Linked DNA regions of Rattus norvegicus: region 2 is linked to region 1. Evidence: chromatin contacts called from public Hi-C data. All regions are on one chromosome and are shown on one strand. Each heading gives the region's core, a stretch centred on a gene start, on an enhancer-like site or on the middle of the called end of the contact. The rest is flanking DNA. Distances are from core to core; before and after follow the strand shown.

Evidence for each region. Hi-C and Micro-C count contacts between places; a contact is called where the count stands out from the background.
Region 2: a Hi-C map of Schwann cells shows a contact between it and region 1, with 4 times the contacts expected there. The contact joins the enhancer-like site here to the promoter of Akt3 in region 1. A contact is called at or near these places in 4 of 12 Hi-C or Micro-C datasets (the A7r5 cell line, Schwann cells, frontal cortex and 1 more) and 1 of 1 datasets of contacts at active chromatin or transcription factors (oligodendrocytes).

The regions. Positions count from the first base shown.
Region 1 is chr13:91,745,277-91,750,057 of GRCr8, forward strand. Akt3 (AKT serine/threonine kinase 3) reads right to left here and starts at 2,673. Exons shown (of 13, transcript NM_031575.2): 1 at 2,582-2,673. The coding sequence starts at 2,627.
Region 2 is chr13:92,213,587-92,218,607 of GRCr8, forward strand. No RefSeq gene overlaps it. Among named protein-coding and RNA genes, the nearest start is that of Spmip3, 59 kb to the right of the region's middle. Within about 2 kb of position 3,400, at least 31 of the 93 cell types and tissues checked have an H3K27ac peak or open chromatin away from gene starts, as enhancers often do. A contact at or near this core is called in Schwann cells, where this site is marked.

The sequences.
Region 1 (4,781 bases), core at 1,423-3,922:
AGAGAAGAAGCGAGAAAAACAATCATGCAAACTATAGAAGACATGCTATTGAGAACTGAGGTATAAAAAAAATTTCTTTTCTATTTAGGAAACCATTGTATCCGTAGCATTAAATAATCATAATGTTACTCACTGCTTTTCAGAATCAACAGGTTTAACTCCCATAAGCCTTGGCAACGTACAATAAATATTGCAGATGGTACAATCCATGAAGGGAGTGTTGGGAATAAACACAGTTTACAAAAAGCAACTTTAGAAATAAAGTTCTCAAAAGTGACCATCTCACATCAAAATTTTAGCCATAAAGCCAACCCCTCCCCCCAAAAAGGAGGAAAAGGTGAAGAGGACTTCAAAGCTATTTCATTTTCATAACAGAAACCCAGATTATGTGAAAACAACTATCTGAAAATAAAGTGTTGTGTGTTGTATGCACAAAATAAAGTCTACAATAGCTGTCTTTAAAGAGAGGAACCAGATGAAGGGGTGAAGTGTAGAAGGATTTTATAGTTCATTTCATACCTTTGAGTACTACTCATATTATGTTCAGATGGTTATTATTCAGACACAGGAGGCAGGGACAACACAACTCCTTCTGCACCCTTCTCTGTGTTTTCTATGGCATATTATGGACTGAATCTTAACCTTCCACCGTGCGCTTCAGAAAAGATGAAACTTCATACTCGGGAGCCACCCTAAGCCTTAGACACCATGAATATACAGAGACCAGACTCATTATTTCATTTGAGTCTCACAATGATCTTACAAAAGCAGATTTTAGGAACTAATAAAGGAGATTTTTAAAGTTTTAAGTGACTTTCATTTTCCTCTCTTTCACTGAGAGAGGGGGGGGAGGGAGAGAGAGAACATAAACTAGTTAAGAAAGAAAACAAAAAACACAATATTAAATTCTGAAAATGCTTTCCAAATACATGAGAATAAAGTAAAAGACAAATTTAACAACATAAATGGTCAGTCACTTTGGAAAATAAATTGGCAGCTTTATCAATTTAAACAGGCACTTAACATATAACCTGCAACTTATCGTAGGTTATTACCCAATACAAATGGAAACATATTATAAAAAGGCATGTACTCAATGTTCATAGAAACTTTACTCACAATATCCAGAGACAAATCAAATTTCTACCAAGTATTAAAAAGACAAAGCCAGGAGTGGTAACTCAGGCCTATCATCCCAACACTCCAGAGACTTAGAGAGGAGGGTCAGGTTGAATAACGACCTGAGCTTCATACTCAATCTAACTGCAACTTGGGTATAAAGTGAAATTCTGTTTCAAAAAGAAAATTAGTTAAAAACAAATAAATGAAGAGTTGTATTTCCGGAAGTAGTTCTACTTTTCACATAAACTATATGTATAAAGCAGAAAAGTAAGAACAGGAAAGAAACCAGATACAAAAGACTGTGGATCTTATGAGTCCATTGGATAACAGCAGATAACACATCAGGTGATTGCCAAAGCTGAAGAGAAGCACTGAACTAAAAGCGACATGAAAAGAACTTTCTAGAGTGATAGAAATGTTCTACTTCAGGACTGTAGTGTCTGTTACTAATATAAATATTAGGCACAGCCCATTACAATGTTATTTGGAATATTTATTGAATGGAAATTATACCTTGATAAAGTCTATTTAAAATTCCATAATGCATAATTCCATCTAACAACTGACAGCAGCTCACACTAATAAAGACTTTCAAAGAAATAAAAACCAGTGTTTTAAGAGGTAACTTTCAACTATCAAATAGGACCTAAAAGAATCCTTCATTCCACTGAGTTAGACCATGTAGGTAGACAGGTAGAGTGGCCCAGCAACTAGCCTAAAGTCCAGATTGCTAAACACAGATAAAATAAGGAGGTGGTCACTCACAATGTATGCTAAGTTTTATAGCACTTATTTAGTATTAAAAATAATGCCCTTATGAATGCACAAGAAATAATAATAAAAGTAAATCATGTAAACAAAACATATAAAATTAAACAAACAAAAGTCCTGTCCACATTTGGACTTTTTTTTTTTTTTTGGTTCTTTTTTTCGGAGCTGGGGACCGAACCCAGGGCCTTGCGCTTCCTAGGTAAGCGCTCTACCACTGAGTTAAATCCCCAGCCCCCACATTTGGACTTTTAATTTACCTAATTTATGGACCTGCTTAGTCTAGCAGTTTAAATGTAAGCCCTCACCTTAAGATGTTAAGCCTGTATGCTACCATAAAAATGGACACAATGCTGTATTTTTATCTAAATATTAATATATTATTATATAACCCGAGTCCTTTTCTATGTTAAATATTCTGTGAAGTCTGTTAAATCTGAGGACATTGCAGAAAAATACATTACCAACATGCATGCATGTATGCAACAATCTAATGTCATACTCAAAGCTGTAAGAAGACAGAATCAGAGGCAGTCCCTAAGTAAGAGAACTGCTAGCACGCACGCATGATGAGCCTTATTCTGGTCCTATCAGACAGCACATGCGACTTGACTTAACAGCGCCAGCGCCCACGCTGCTCTCGGCACTTTCACCAACCGCACTGCCCAGTTCCGCTGAGCACTTAACTTACCCCTCTTCTGAACCCAGCCTTCTTTAACGATGGTAACATCGCTCATGATGGCTCCCTCTGAGCCCCCAACTTGGAGAAATGGTGCTCTGCAGGGTCAGCTTTAGGAGCTGGGTTCTTTGTTGTTGCTGCGGCTGCCCTTCCCACTCTCTAGTGATGACTCAGCCTGGAAGGAAGTATTGAAGAAAAATGTCTTTTTTTTTCCATTCTTGAACTCACATAGCAATAACAAACAACTAAGTCTTTGTAAATGTCTTCAATTGGCCTGACCACACATAAAGTCTAGCTTTTCAAACATGGGGGATTATTAAATAGTTCTAGGAGTACACTGTTCTGGTCTTGTGCAGAGGCTAAACAAGAGTGAGACATTTACCCTAAGTGACTGAAATTAAATGTTCTAACAAAATCACTGTCAGATCTACAAAAAATACAGAAAGCATGTTTTGTACTGTATACTTGAGATGAAGAGGAGAAAATGAAAGTTGAGTAGCCCAAACCCCTTTAATTTCAAAAAGAGTTATGTCAAAGTACTTATAAGTAGTTTTAGTTGCTTTGCTTTATATAAAATACAATGTGGCAAGAAACTAACATTTATACAATCTGCCTTGTTCTAAAAATATTTTAGGTAGATTACATTAAGCATACAACATTAAGTCATTTATTTCCTTAGGTAGATAAAGGAAGTGGAAGACAGGGAATATGAAAGTAGAAAAGACATGCCTACACTGTTCATATGTCATTCTCTGATAATCTTCACAACTTTGTTAGGACACTATTAACTTATTTCACACAACTGAGAAACTGGGGCTTACAGGGAATGAGTAATTATAGATTTCAAGACAGTTAAGTTGCATATCCAAAATCTGAATTAAGAGTGCCTGACTCCAAAATTGGCACTCTTCACTTCAAAACTCTTTATGTGAAAAGTGAGTCAAAAATTTGGAATGAAATATTTTAGGAAAATTGCAAATTCAAAACATGATAGGCTTCAGTATTAATGTCTGTAATACAAAAAAGAAGAGAACTACTCAGAGGAAATACTGTGTTTCCTAAGATAGTAACTAGAAATGTATCCTTTAAATGTTTAGGTCTTTAAACATGATAACTTTGTAAGAAGGCTTCTTTAAAGCATCCTTACACATACAGCAATAAGCTTAATGAACTGTACTATTATTGTCCCTATCAACCTAAGAGGGGAAATGCTGCCATAAACCTTTGTGAAAGTGCTTCCACACTTGCAGAAGTATGGAGCAGATACACCAGTGTAAAGTGACACACAACATAAACTTTAAGTAACCAGACCAAAAAAAAAAAAATAGGTACATAGACTAACTATATTCTTCTATAACATTGGACTTTGATAAATAGTGCATAGCATTAAATTCAAGGTTGGATTCCCAGATAGTACTGAACTAGATTACAAGTCCTCTTCCAATACAAATTATACTCAAAGCCTACCCACTTATCAATGAGTGGCCAAAACTAGACATCCTCTACACAGTCTGACAAAGGCTAGCGGCTCCACTGAAGACACCCTATCATGGGCTATTCAAATATGTCATGCACAATACATAAAGGCAGGGACAAAACTACTCAAAATCAATCATGGGGACGTGTTGCTGCAGAATAAGGAGATACTGTAATCTGGGTCTCTTTCCCAAAATTATGATTGTTTGATAGTGTTGAACTAAAAGACATTAAAGAAAATAAGTCCTTTGTTCAAGTAAGTTAGGGAGATTTTTACAATTTCTGTCCCCATGAAACATCTTTACTAACATTAAATATTTTAAAATAAGAGACAATTGGGGTTGGGGATTTAGCTCAGTGTCGTAGAGCGCCTGGGTTCGGTCCTCAGCTCCAAAAAAAAAAAAAAAAAAAAAAAAAAAAGAGAGAGAGAGACAATTTACCAATAAGTCCCACACTGAATACTGACAGGAAGCAGCCACATTACTTAAAAATTCTATCCACTTCAATTAAAAACAATAAACAGGAAAAAATAAAATATTTTATTTTGATTGACATCATATCCTGAAAAACCCAACTGATTACCTATTATAGAGCTAGAAAACTCAAAATGTTAACTCCACATAGTATATAAGGAATTGTTAAGTTAAATACTGGAAAAGACTAGTGCAAATATCATCATCATGGCTGCATTGAGCTCTTCTTGTTGGTACTACTTTCACAAATGAGCTCCATCTCT
Region 2 (5,021 bases), core at 2,150-4,649, 470 kb after region 1:
AGTAACGCAATCTGGGCCACACGCTCACTTAAGACAGGGATGGAAAGTCTCTCTTCCATTTCGTGTTGCTAGGCGAGCACTCCACAACCAACCTAATTCCTAGCCCCTCTGAGTAGTTATTTTTAAAAAGAACATTAGATGAATGCACAAATTCTTATCCCTTCCAGTACTCATGCAACAGCCATTTAATAGGAGCAACTGAGGAAGTGGGGTTCGTCATAGACGGATTCCATCCTCTGTCCACTGTGAGCAGATTCCTTAAACGCCATTGCCAGGCTGGGGAAAGGACAGACTAGAGCCAGCGGCACCAGACGAGACACAGCCCAGATGCTAACGAGACCTGAGCATGTTTTTAACTGTAGTGTTTTATCTCCCGGATGCTGTGATTTTAAAAAGATGCTGTGGTCCAAGGCCCAAGACATTGGAGTTTGCCATGCCCTAGACTGTCGGGAAAGGTCTTGGGTTCTGATCTCCCTCCACTCTTCCTTTCTCTTTTTTTCCATCTTCAGACTTTGTGGTCTGATGTGAAGGGGGCCTGTGTGCCTGTCCTTCATCCCATGTTCACATTGAAGCCTTGGTCCTCTAAGTGAAAATATGTCAAGAAGGGGACTTGGGGAGATTTTAAGGTTAGAGCAGGCTATGAAATGGGGCACCCCCTCGAATGGAGTTAATATCCTTTTATAAGAAACACAAATGCCGCATGTGGCAGCCCATGCCCGTGATTCCAGCAGGAATGTGAGAAGCTGAGGCAGGAGAGCTGTGAATTTCAAGCTAGACTGAGTTACACAGTAAGTTCCAAGGCTAGCCTGAATGACAAAGTAAGTTTCAGGCTAGCCTGAGCTATGCAAGGAGATGCTGTCTTCAAAAACAAATGAGGAGGAGGAGGGGGAAGATCTCACGGGGGGGGGGGCACACACTATTTGGGTACTTAATTATTAACCTTTAAAAACCCAGGCAGGGTCTTCACCAGGCCCTGGATCTGCCCGTGCCTTGACCTTGGACTTCCCACCCTCTGGAACTGTTGAAAATGCCTGGTGTTTAAGGCACCCAGTACTCCCTTACAATAGCCCAAGCTGAGACACCATCCCAGAAGCTCGGGTTGAACAATACATAAAGACAGAGCTTAGATCATAATGTGCTGAAGGAAAGAAATTCAAAAGTGGGGTTGGTTTGTTATTGTAGCAGATTTTGACCCGGGGGCCAAACTGATTCTCAAGAAGCCAAGCTCATTTACCTCGCATATTGTATGGCTATTTTTCCTGCTGTTTGTCTGTTGTTTTGTTGACTCCGGGTTTCATGTAGCTCAGACCGGCCTTGAACTCACTGTGTAGCCCTGGCTGATCGTGGGGTCATGATCCTCCAGGACCTCACCCTCTCAAGTGCTGAGATTATAGACAGAAGACTCCGTGTGCATTTTGGCTGGTTTCATGCAGGGAACTCAAATCTGAGTAGTTACGATAAAGGCATTTTCATCTTAAATCGCTATCTAAGGTATCGCCTTCTAAACCGCAAACAGTGGCGACCTGGCTCTTTCTAGAGAGAGTTCCCCAGGCTATGAAACCTCCTCCATCCCAAATGCCTGCATTAAGGTTAAATGCTGAAAATTATCTTTTCAGCTTGAGAGTCAGCTGAGGTTGACACGGCATGGCAGTTGTGGCTGAGATGAGAAAGAATCTGGAGGTTGGAAACAGAGACAGCTCTGGGTAGCCTCTGGCCTGACTATGGAAAGGAAACTGGAGGCTAGCATAAGGGGCTTTTTAAGTAAGTGAATCAGACTTGGGGTGCAGCTCCGTGGTAGAGCATCTGCCTATTTGAGTTCCAGCCCCAGCCCAGCAGTAAGTCGATTAACTTAGGATGTTAAAATAAAGCTACAGGTATTTTTAAATTCAAGATGGCACAAGTGGGATAGGAAACAGCAGTGATGGGCTGTGCTCCTGTCCCTAATCTGCCACCAATTAGGTGTATAATTGGGGCAATCACTTCATTTCCTCGAGCTGTTACTTTATTTACAAAATAAGAGGCTCATCCATTTACTGAAACTCTCAGGCTCCTGTGGGGAGCTTGCCACTTCAGACGGGGGGGGGGTGGAGGGGGGCCTTTTTGGGCTCTGGAATAAGAGCCTCTCTAAGCTCAGGAGCTCAAGGTGAAATAAAATGTCCAGTGAGGTCCTGGGTAGTTCTGCCGAGTTGTGGGGGGGGGGGGGGAGCTGGGAGTTCACAGTCAAGGGACTGTTGGCTCTACCGCATCTTAATGCTATTCGCCATGGTCGTAATTTATCACCGCCTCGCCTTCCAAATAGATAGATTAGTGTAAGCCGGTCCCTCCAGCGAGCTTCTCCCATCTGCAGAGGGAGGAGGCCGCAGGACAGCTGCGAATGGGACTGGCGGCTTGAATTATGTAACAGTAGCAGAGAAAAGCAAAGAGTCTTTCTGAATTGATGCTTCTTGAGACTAGCATTACCACGAGTTTCTCTACCCCTGAACTCTCACCACACACAGCAAGGATGGCTTTGTCCCCAAGGTGGTTAATCCACGTAGCAAAGGGATCCTGTCAGCATTGCCAGAGATCTTGGGGTAATCAAGAGGCGAATGCAGATAAATCCTGCAGAACCGGGACCACTTTCTCTCTCCAAAGCCCTAAAGTGAGGGCCAGCTTTCCAAAAGCTCACGCTCCTAAGCTTGCTTAGCCCCTCTTGTGGCCGAGTCCTCCATGCTGGACCGCAGAGCCCTGCTCCCCCCCCCTCCCCTTAGTACACTTTCAGAGAAGTGACCCCAGTTGGCAGCCCAAGCTGCATGGACTGCGGTCAAATAACACCCAGATGAAAACTGCAGCTGATGGCCGGCCTTTCCGGTCAGTGGCTGCTGTGCACAGCTCTCTCCTGGCCTCCTGAAGTTCAAATGCCAGCCTGATTTTGCCCTGGAAGCGGCCCAGCCCAAACATGGAACAAAAGTTCCCTCTGACAAGCCTGTTTGGGTTCCAAAGTATGTTTTTATGCCTGTTGGCAAATAGAACCGTCACCAGCAACAATAACAACACTGTCTCCCCTCACTGAAGCGACTTCATTTCTTCACATTTGTTCCAGAGCCGGGGCTGGACAGATGAATAATGTTCGCTAAGGGGCTGGCCCAAGTCCTGACCTCCTGCCTCCGAGAGCAAACAGAAATGACACACAGGCTTATCTGAACTCCCAATTGCTTGATTCAAACCAAAAGGAGAGGAACATAATGCACGCTTCTATTTAAGCTACGTAGTCACCTAAGGGCTTTCGTTCTGTTTTCTCTTTATCCCTTAGTTTTACTTTTTATTGTTTATTCATTTGTCTTCTTCAGCAAAAGAGGACCTTCACCTCTCTACTGGTGCTCCAATGAAGCCAGTTTCTCAAAGACCGAGATTAACCTGACATCTTGTGGCCACACTGGGGATATACAAGTCTAGACAAACCAGAGCCTCACAAGATAGGGGGGTGGGGGTTACAGAAAATGTTTGAAAGGGTCTTCAAAAACATTTTCCACAGTGTTTTATTTAAGACATCTCGGGAAGTCATAAACTACTTTTTTGGGAAAACCACACACGGGACCATATTTAAGTACCAAATAATTATTTGTCTCTCTCACCTGAACAGAAAGCGTCATTTTAATGACTGGCTTCTCATCTATAAAATGGACTTGATGGTAAATATTACTACACTTTTCTGAGGCTTATATAAGATAAAGCCAATAAAACGACTATTGGCAATTGAGGGTAGCTTAGCGCTAGAGCCCATGCTTGGCATGCAGAAGGCCCTGGGTTCAGTTTCGATACCAAAGACAAAACAGTACGCATGAGGACACTAAGGATTCCTAGAGAAGTAGATTCTATACGCACACTTGGTTAAACCTCAAAAACTCTAAACCTGTTTTGATGCCTAACCCCGATATAGCATAAACCCTGGCCTCAGAATAGATAAAAAGAACGAATCCACACAGTCATATGCCTTCCTAAATATACCTACTGCCAAACTCTCTCCCTTGTGTTTCTCATGATGTAAGTACAGCCATTTTCTTTGGTCTGTCTGCTTAGGGCCAGCAAGTGAACCGTGAGGAATGAAGAGGCGTCTCGAGGAGTTAAATCAGTTAAATCACAGGACTACATGGCGCCTGATCCGAGTGGGGCTTGAGAATCTAACTGTGTCTCCTGTTCACGGTGCTAGGAGGAGGGTCTTGGTGTGACTGGGATGTCGGAGATCAAACCTTTGTCTTGTAAATGCTAAACATGTTCCAAGTGCTGAACATGAACCCTACCACTATGCCACCCCTCTGCTTGTACCTCATCTTCTGGAAAAAGCAGGGAGTCCAACACAGCAGCTCCAGAAGCTCCTGGGTGTCTGTGTCCCACAAGGGTGATGCAGGGTGACTCATGGAATACAAGATGGGTCTGGCTATTGCTGCTGTGCGGCTTGTGGTGTGGAGGAAGCCAAGAGCTCCTGTTGTCAAAGCTGGAAATGCGCATTTCTGCTAAATTTCAGTTCTGCTAGGGTCAGTGGGCCAGCTAGCTACTGTTCCGCCTACGGACAGCGTTCAAGCTCTCCCGGGAGCACAGAGCAGCTTCCCACTCACAGATGACCTTTTCGGTGTCCTCTACTTACTGAATTCACCACTCATCTCCCTAGTGTATGAGGTGAGCTTAGGGTGCCACTGACAGCAAGATCAATAGTTTCACCCGGAGAGAGTAGCACGCCAGCCAAAAGGACCTCAGATCCTTGGGTGAATGGTAAGGACAGATGGCTCAGACTTCTAGCCATCTTCCCTCTAAGCTGGGCTTCCTGGACCTCCCTCCACACTGTCTAGAGGACTAACAGGAAGGGGGGGGGTGCCCCGCAAAGGGGAGGGTAACAGGATGTGAGGGGCAGATGTTCAAAGAACATTATAAGCTTGTCTAGAAATGTCCTTATGTAATTCAGTACAATAAAAATTAAAAATAAAAACTTGTGAAAAGGCAAAAATCCCCTGCGGATAGACAAGTGTTGGTTGTTCACAATAAAA